3 separate regions of the Gossypium hirsutum genome follow, and regions 1 and 3 are each linked to region 2. Evidence: chromatin contacts called from public Hi-C data. All regions are on one chromosome and are shown on one strand. The core of a region is the stretch at or near the end of the contact, and the rest is flanking DNA. Distances in the headings are between cores, read along the strand shown. Region 1 holds the start of LOC107957316 (metalloendoproteinase 2-MMP). Region 2 holds the start of LOC107886320 (probable galacturonosyltransferase-like 9). Region 3 holds the start of LOC107886313 (glycosyltransferase family 92 protein RCOM_0530710).

Region 1 (2,757 bases), core at 58-2,557, 310 kb after region 2:
ATGTCAAATTAAAATCTTATTACAGTATAACTAATTTCATATTAGAGCATATAATTTGAAATCATATGTATTTGAAAAAAAAATTCAAAAGCAAAATAAGAAAAAAGAACGATACTTTAGTATGATAAACTTGAATCATTAATTAACTTATCTAAGTCACCAAAATTATTGTTTTAGAAAATTTTTAATTTTCTTTTGATATTCTTTAGAAATTTTTTAAACTTTTATAATTTTTTAAAAATATAAATTTTGGAATTTTTATAAATAATTTGAATTCTAAAAATTATTTTGATTTTTTTTTATATATTTTGTTGAGAGAGAGACAAATTTATTCATTTTTAAAATTGATAGGAACCAAAAAGGTATATACATTAATCTGTTATTCAAATTATTAGACTTATTCAAATTATAAAATTCAACTTGACTTGAACTCAAAACTCGAATTACTTATTTGAGTTGACTCAAGAAATAGAATAACTCGATTCTATTAACTTTAAATTCCAAAAAAAAAATTAATTTTTTCAAATTGAATCGAGTTTTACTCACCCTAACAAAATCTATAAAAAAATTATAATTTATAAAAAAAATAAAATATTATAATAGTTTATATTATATTTTACATGATAAAACAATATACAAACAGATAATTTTTGTTTAAATTGTGAAAGTGAAAAAATATTACAAATTAAACAGAAGACCAGCTACTTAGGTTTGGTGGCATAGCACCTTGAGGTGCTCAAGGGTTAATCTTGAAAATTTTAAAAATTTCTTACTCAAGCTTGAATTAGGTTGAGTTTGACTTGTCTTACCATGAAAAGTAATAAAAAGTATTTTATAATTATATTTTTATCATTAATTAGTACTTTGAATCGTGTGAGTAAATATTTTCGCTTGCGTAATTTATATATTATAATTAGAATATTTTAAATATAAATGAAATTTTAACTTATTTATTATTATTAAATTTATAATTACATTTTGCCAACCAATCATATTTAAAAAAAATAAAATTTCTGTTGAAATAATTATCTCAAATTTAAAAACATTATAAATATTTTAGTAATAAAAAAATTATAAAAGATCAATGTCAACGTTTGAAATTTAGATAAAATAGATTTTTTTATGTGCATTTTAAATATTTTATTTAAATAATATCTTAATTAAAATACATTATTTTTATTTCATTTAGGAATATAATTTTTCTCAATTAAAATACTATTAATAATAAAAACCATGAATAAGATCACGTTGAATTTTGGTGAATGAAAAGACCCAAAACACCCCGTGTAATTTTGTTTTATACTATGTAATTTAGTGGTGCATTCGGCCTTCATGGCTTCTTCCTTTCCCTTCGTTACCGCGTCAAAAATGATGTTGAGTTTCCACCAACCTGCCTAACATACTATTCTACAATGAAACCCTGAAAGACTTTTCTTTTGCCCCCAATTCCCCACCAAAGTGGCGAATTCAAAACTAAACAAACACTAAAAACATCAGCATTTAGAACATTCCCAGAAATTAAACCATTCCTCATTTTCTCTATTTACTCTCTCAACCCCCATCATTGTCTTCTTCCCCCACGACTTTTCAAATAAATAAATACAAACTCCACTTTTACATTCAAAGCAACCGGCTTTCAACTCCCGGGGACAATAACAAAGGTTTTTATACTTTTGGGTTTTTCTCTCTTTTATCTATTATATATCCCCATTATCATTTCTTTTTCAAACACAAACAAGGGAAGCTCAAAGATTAACGAAGATGAAGTTTCAAGTTTTGGTGATTGCAATTTGGGTTTTGGTATGTTTTGGTTCAGTTTCAGCTAGATTCTTTCCCAATATCACAGATATTCCGTCATGGATTAAGAACAACGCCACGTCAAAGGCCCCATGGGACGCCTTCAATAAATTTGCCGGCTGCCGGCCTGGCGAAAAACGGGAAGGTTTGTCGCAGCTTAAACAGTACTTTAACCGTTTCGGTTATATACCCAACTCGCCCTCTAATTTCAGCGAGGACTTCGACGATGAGTTAGAAAATGCATTGAAAACATACCAGCAGAACTTCAACCTTAACGTCACTGGTCAACTGGATAATCAGACTCTTCAACAGATCGTACGGCCTAGATGCGGTAACGCCGATGTAATCAACGGGACGAGTTCCATGAACTCAGGTAGATCGTCGTCTTTTCACACTACCGGACACTTGCACACGACGGCGCATTTCACTTTCTTCCCGGGAACACCGCGTTGGCCTTCGAACCGGCAGGACTTAACGTACAGTTTCTTGCCGGCGAATGGGTTGACCGACGAAGTAAAAGCCGTCTTCACGAGCGCCTTCCAGAAATGGTCAACCGTTACGCCGCTGACTTTCACACAAGTGGATTCCTACTCCTCGGCGGACATAACGATCGGGTTTTACACTGGAGACCACGGAGACGGCGAGCCATTCGATGGGGTTTTAGGGACGTTGGCCCACGCTTTTTCTCCAACGAGCGGAAGGCTCCATTTGGACGGGGATGAGAACTGGGTAGTTTCTGGTGATGTGACGAAGGCATCGGTGTCGACGGCGGTGGACTTGGAGTCGGTGGCCGTTCATGAGATCGGGCATCTGTTGGGTTTGGGGCATTCGTCGGTAGAGGATGCGATTATGTACCCATCGATAACTTCGCGGACGAGGAAAGTGGAACTGGCGGACGATGATATCCAAGGGATTCAATTGTTGTACGGCACTAATCCTAACTATAACGGTTCCACCACT
Region 2 (2,751 bases), core at 8-2,507:
TTCCATAGTTTGAGGCTTCTCTGGAGTGAGTTCACTAATTTTTAATTCGTTGCCCACCAATCAATCTTGCAAGACTGAAAAGAAATAAAGCAGCTAGGGAAGGTGATCTGATTTCCCGGCTATCAATTTGATTTTGCACTTCTATTTGTATTTGTATAGAATACTTTATTTGGTTCCCCTCTATAGATTATGGACGGAGTTGTTATGTGTAATGTTGTGGTTTATCCCACGGTTTTACATTACCTATGATTTGATTAAATAGGTTGCATTTCTGAGAGAAGCAATGCATGAATATTCTTTTCTTCAAATGGAGAAGAGCTTTTATGCTCTCATTTATAGCTCAAAGGTAAGTTTCGTCAGATTCATTCTTTATTAGCTTTACCTGAAATTAATGATCCATGTCGCTACATGAAAATTGAATCAACGAGGAATCTTTTAATATAATGTTTCCCGAATTTACAAGTCTTAACAGTCAGCAAAGATACGAACATTCACTACTATAAGCAGAGGCAGTCCCCGGTTGGCTTGAGTTGCCATATACCTCCGTAGCTTCGTATGTTCCTGTAAGGTGAGTATCAAACCGGTCGTGCTGTTAATCTCATGATTGATAGAGATCTCCAGGGGGTTATTGCTGAAGAAGTCTTTCTCACAAGTGGTCACTAACTCCTCGACTGATTTGAATACAAGCCAGTAGCTAGTAGGAAAATCGTTCTCATGGGATCCAATTTTGGAATATGGAGAAACCATCAATACCAAGTCCTAATTTAGTAGCGAACCAAACAAGCTGGGCAAAGATGCGGTCCGTGAACATGTGAATGCGATCATAGGTCTCACAGCCACGGCACATCCAGTATTAATATATCCTGGTCTTTACTGGGAAGATAGTTTTTCCACAAAGAAAGAGGAAGCTTGCGCGTAGGTGTGTGAGAAATGATTAGTGTGTACTTTGCCTTAACCCCATTCAATAGCTGCCTGCCACTCTAGACCTCTTTATGCAAAGATCGAACGGCTCAGTTTGGGTTTTACTGACAGGGAGTCCTGTTGGCCCCAAGTATCCTTTTTGAACTAAAACGGCTTTAACCCCTACCTCCTTGCTTTTCGGTTGACAGGGGAGGAGGTCCCATTTAGCAAAATGCAGATATATGAACACTTGAAGGATAACAGAATGGAAGAGGGAAAAAAAAGTTTGTTAAAAAATTATCTCATTTTAAAAGGCCATCAACGTCCCAACCAACAGAATCTTGATTAAAAAAAAGAAAGAAAAATATTTGCCCAAATCTACATATTCCGAAACAAAGCATAAAAAAGGATATTTGAAGAAATCTCCGATGGTGCAACATCCCATTCTTTGCTTCCATCACCAGTTTCCTCATTTGTCATTTAAAACACAAAAGACCCAACCCTTATGCAGGAAAAAAATCCAAACACTCCTATTGGGTAATAACAATGATCCTTCAATAAGCTGCGTTTTCGCTTACAATGAAGCCGAAGACCATAATCTTCTTATTTTTCGACTGAAAGTTGAAAAGAAACGGTCTCTCTTTTTCTTGGTTTTTTTCTTTTTTGAAGAATAATGCGTTTTATTTTATATGCGGCCGCCCTTTTACTTCTTCATGTCTTTCTCACGGTATCGTTTTGTCTTGCTATTCGGACCACAGTCGGAGGAGATGGGTTGGGGTTCCGGTTTCCGGAGGCACCGTATTACCGTAACGGAGTGGAGTGTCCGGTTTCCTCCGGCGACCGCAATTTAGTCCAAGTGGCAATGACTTTAGACTTTGAATACTTGCGGGGGTCGATCGCCGCCATCCACTCCGTCGTCCGCCACGCTTCGTGTCCTGAAAACATCTTCTTTCACTTCATTGCCGCCGAGTTCGACCCCGCGAGTCCAAGAGTCTTGAGCAAACTCGTTCGCTCCACATTCCCTTCACTCAACTTCAGAATCTACATCTTCCGCGAAGACACAGTGATCAACTTGATCTCTTCTTCAATCCGGCAAGCCCTCGAGAACCCACTGAACTACGCTCGGAACTACCTCGGGGACATGTTGGATCTCCAAGTAGACCGAGTCATTTATCTCGACTCAGACCTGGTCCTCGTCGATGACATCCTCAAACTCTGGAACACAACGTTGACCAACTCTCGAGTCATCGGCGCACCCGAATACTGCCATGCAAACTTCACCAAGTATTTCACGGCCGGGTTTTGGTCGGACCCGGTAATATCCCGGGTTTTCCGGTCCAGAAAGCCGTGTTATTTCAACACGGGAGTAATGGTAATGGATTTAGTGCGTTGGAGAGAAGGGAATTACAGGAAAAGAATAGAGAATTGGATGGAAATACAAAGGAAAAAAAAGATATACGAGTTGGGCTCATTGCCACCCTATTTGCTGGTATTTGCTGGGAATGTAGAAGGCATTGATCATAGATGGAACCAACATGGGCTTGGAGGGGACAATATACGAGGTTCATGTCGGTCGTTGCATCCGGGTCCGGTCAGCTTGTTGCATTGGAGTGGGAAAGGGAAGCCATGGGTTCGACTGGATGGTGGAAACCCGTGCCCTCTTGATCATATTTGGGAATCCTATGATCTTTACAAAGGGAATTTAATCAAACACCAATCTTTTCCTTCTGCTTTTGCCAATTTCTTTGAATACCCCAGCTATTTGTTTTGATCTCTCTTTTTTTCACTTCTAGAAACAATGGTGATTTTCGTGATTTATATTTGTTTGTTGTACATAATCGAACTGAGTGA
Region 3 (2,973 bases), core at 124-2,623, 410 kb before region 2:
TGTCTGCTAACATTATAGTCTTGAAAATCAAGTTCTTCGATAACATCTTGAATTCCATCATCACTATTATTGTCATAAATGAACCAACGTTCAACTCCGAGCCAGGTATGGTACATAATCCACTCCCGCAGTGCCGGTGCCTGGTTCCAGAGCATGGTGCAGGCACAAAGCTCGAATTTCTCGTCATTCCTTTTTGTCTGGTAAGACTTCGAATTGTATAGTTTAGCTACAGAAGGCATAGCAATGTTCTCCTTATGCCTCATCCGGTTCCTCCTGTAATCATAGGATCTGGAATTGCGAAATCTAACTGCAGATGGCATCCGTACATGTTTGACATCATTCCTGCTGGCAAGAACAACTGTAACTCGAATCCCCTGAGCCGAGTCCGGATTATTTCTTATACTGCTGGGCAATGAACACCTAACAACCTCCTGTGCAGCCACTATTGCTTCAGTCAATACCACAAACCCTTCATCTTCTTCATCCGAATTCTTCAAACCAAATTGGCACATGAACCTATTCGGATCAGATTCTTTATGTGGTCGAAGATTCAACCCTTTAGCGAAAACAACGGCAGTTTTCCCATCGAATGCCGCTTCATAAACCAATCTATCCCACGAATGAACCGTCCGATTACTCCTCAAAGACAAACTATAATCAACCCCATGTCCTCGCCACATCAAACCCGCAGCAACCGAGTAATTCCATGCTGGAAGAGGGCACCTAACAACCGATCGAAATCCATCGAATTCATCCACAGACAAAACCCGTTGACGAACAACATCCTTATGATTCAAAACCTTGTGGTAAACACAGTCCAACTTTTCAGCTTCATCGATCTTGTCGGATACAAGCAGGAGCAAGTGATCGGGGAACAAAACTCGGTCTTCGACGCTCAAAGGAAACCGTAACTTAGCATGAAAAGAATCTTGAAGGGAATTTTTGGAGAGGATAGAAAGACTGGGGACGCTCACAACTGGGTGAAACGACACCGTTCGGATCGGGAACCTCTCCGAAGACAAGAACATGAGGAAAACGAAGAAAGAAAGGCACAAGATTAAGGACCTCCGTGACAAAAACTGAGCTCGGGAGTAGGGCCTGTAGATCCTCTTCCGCTTCAAACGCTGCTCCGACTCCATATTTTTTCGGAAATCCAAAATACAAATCCGAAGCCAAGAAAGAATAATAATAAAAAAGAGAGATGTGAGGAAATGATGAGTGGAGTTCTTGGGAGGGCTCAGATCTGGAAGGGGCCTCGCCTGAAGCAGTAGCGACACGCGTTAATGGCAGCCGTCAAAGCACTGAGTGGGGGAGACAGACAGAGAGGTAAGCTTTTTCTTTTTCTTTTTCTATTTGGTTTGCTATGAATTTCTTTTTAATAGACGGTTTATTTATTTATTTATTTATTTATTTGGTCTAAGACAATGGACAGGTGGTTATGCTCAATCATAGATGTTCAAAGGTGATGTGCTGTGTTGGTCTTCCTTTTCTTTCCTTTCTCCTCTTTTTATTTTTATTTTTTGTTTTTATATTCTTTTTATAGAATCTTTTTAAATTTATTTAATTCGTGTTTATAAATTAATTTTAGTTTATATTATTTTTAATTATTAATTCTAGGCATAATGTCAAATTTTGTCTTTAATATTTTATTTTTTTGAAGTTAAATTTGTTCCTTAATTTTTCAAAAAAAAATTTAATTTAATTATCAAGCTTTTAGAAAGTGTTAAATTATTTTTTTAATTGAAAATATTTATTAAAATATTAAATTCTTAAACGTGACAATTTGAATGGTAATCAACATCAAAATTTTCCATTTTTTATGAATATTTTGAATTTTAAATATTTTTAATTATTTTTTGACATGGTATATAAAACAAATAGTATTTTATTAGCTTGAAAGAATATTTGAATTGTTATGTAAGTTGTTAATTTACCTTAACATTGTTAAAAAATTAATATTTTAGTAACATTTTTGTTTAAAAAAGTGATTTGACTATTTTTAAAATGTTAAAGGTGAAATTTAATTAAAAAAAGATAAAAGTCAAATTAATTAAATGATTAAGCTTTAATTTTAAAATACTTTCCTAATAAGGTATTTTCTATTCTTATTTATCTTTTATGATACGGTTAAAAGACAATAATTTTAGATAAAAATTTACTTTTTAAATAAAGTTATTATAATATTTATGGGACACTTAGAAGGCATACGAGATAAAAGGCTTAGTAACCTTGAATTACTTAAGCTGTCAATTTTATTTTATTTCATAAAAAAATTAATATATATATAATGTTTGATAATATGCCACATTTCATGTTTTAATTTATTAGTATAAATTGAAATATATAATTTATTATGGAGTTATAGTTTTAAATACGATACAAATCTAATAAAAAGATTAATATTTAATGTATTAACTGTATACACTAATAACAAATTAAATAATGATTATATTATAATTTTATAGTATAATTTTAAATAAGTTATAGAATTATGCAGTTTAAATATAAATTTTTAATAAAAAAAAAGATATGAAATGACAACACTTTTAAGCATAATAATCATATTTATATTTACCACAGGATATATATGCTTTTATCCACCGATTCTGATGATAACGTTTAAGCGTGTTTCCTAGCATTTGGTATTTAAACATTAAAGTCAGTAAAAGCATATGCATACCATACACCCTTACACGCATTCTTTACACGTTTCATTCTTTTCTTTCTTTCTTTCTTCTTTCAGTATAAAATATATTTATTAATTTGTCGTTTTATGTTTGTTATGAAGTTTCCTTTCATTTATCGTTCAAAAAAAAAAGTTTCCTTCCATTTTACTCCACACTTTTGGGGCTTAAAGGCAACAAACTTGGGAAATAAGGGATTAAGTAATTCTTTTATTCAGTATTAAAGTTTTTCATTATACAAAACTTAATAGAATCGGTTTAAAATTTAATTTACATAATTTATGTTATT

The links. A called contact is a pair of places that touch in the nucleus more often than the background predicts.
Region 1: a Hi-C map of leaf shows a contact between it and region 2, with 1.8 times the contacts expected there. The contact joins the promoter of LOC107957316 here to the promoter of LOC107886320 in region 2. A contact is called at or near these places in 6 of 34 Hi-C or Micro-C datasets (anther and leaf).
Region 3: a Hi-C map of leaf shows a contact between it and region 2, with 5 times the contacts expected there. The contact joins the promoter of LOC107886313 here to the promoter of LOC107886320 in region 2. A contact is called at or near these places in 10 of 34 Hi-C or Micro-C datasets (callus, hypocotyl and leaf).

Annotation. Positions count from the first base shown.
Region 1 is chrA05:74,348,947-74,351,703 of Gossypium_hirsutum_v2.1, forward strand. LOC107957316 (metalloendoproteinase 2-MMP) reads left to right here and starts at 1,308. Exons shown (of 1, transcript XM_016892820.2): 1 at 1,308-2,757. The coding sequence starts at 1,762.
Region 2 is chrA05:74,036,098-74,038,848 of Gossypium_hirsutum_v2.1, forward strand. It overlaps LOC107886320 (probable galacturonosyltransferase-like 9), which reads left to right and starts at 1,258. Exons shown (of 2, transcript XM_041112648.1): 1 at 1,258-1,534; 2 at 1,659-2,751. The coding sequence starts at 1,763. The coding sequence ends at 2,671. It overlaps LOC107886319 (pyruvate dehydrogenase E1 component subunit alpha, mitochondrial), which reads left to right. Exons shown (of 8, transcript XM_016810217.2): 8 at 1-308. The coding sequence ends at 8.
Region 3 is chrA05:73,626,651-73,629,623 of Gossypium_hirsutum_v2.1, forward strand. It overlaps LOC107886313 (glycosyltransferase family 92 protein RCOM_0530710), which reads right to left and starts at 1,374. Exons shown (of 1, transcript XM_041112470.1): 1 at 1-1,374. The coding sequence starts at 1,139.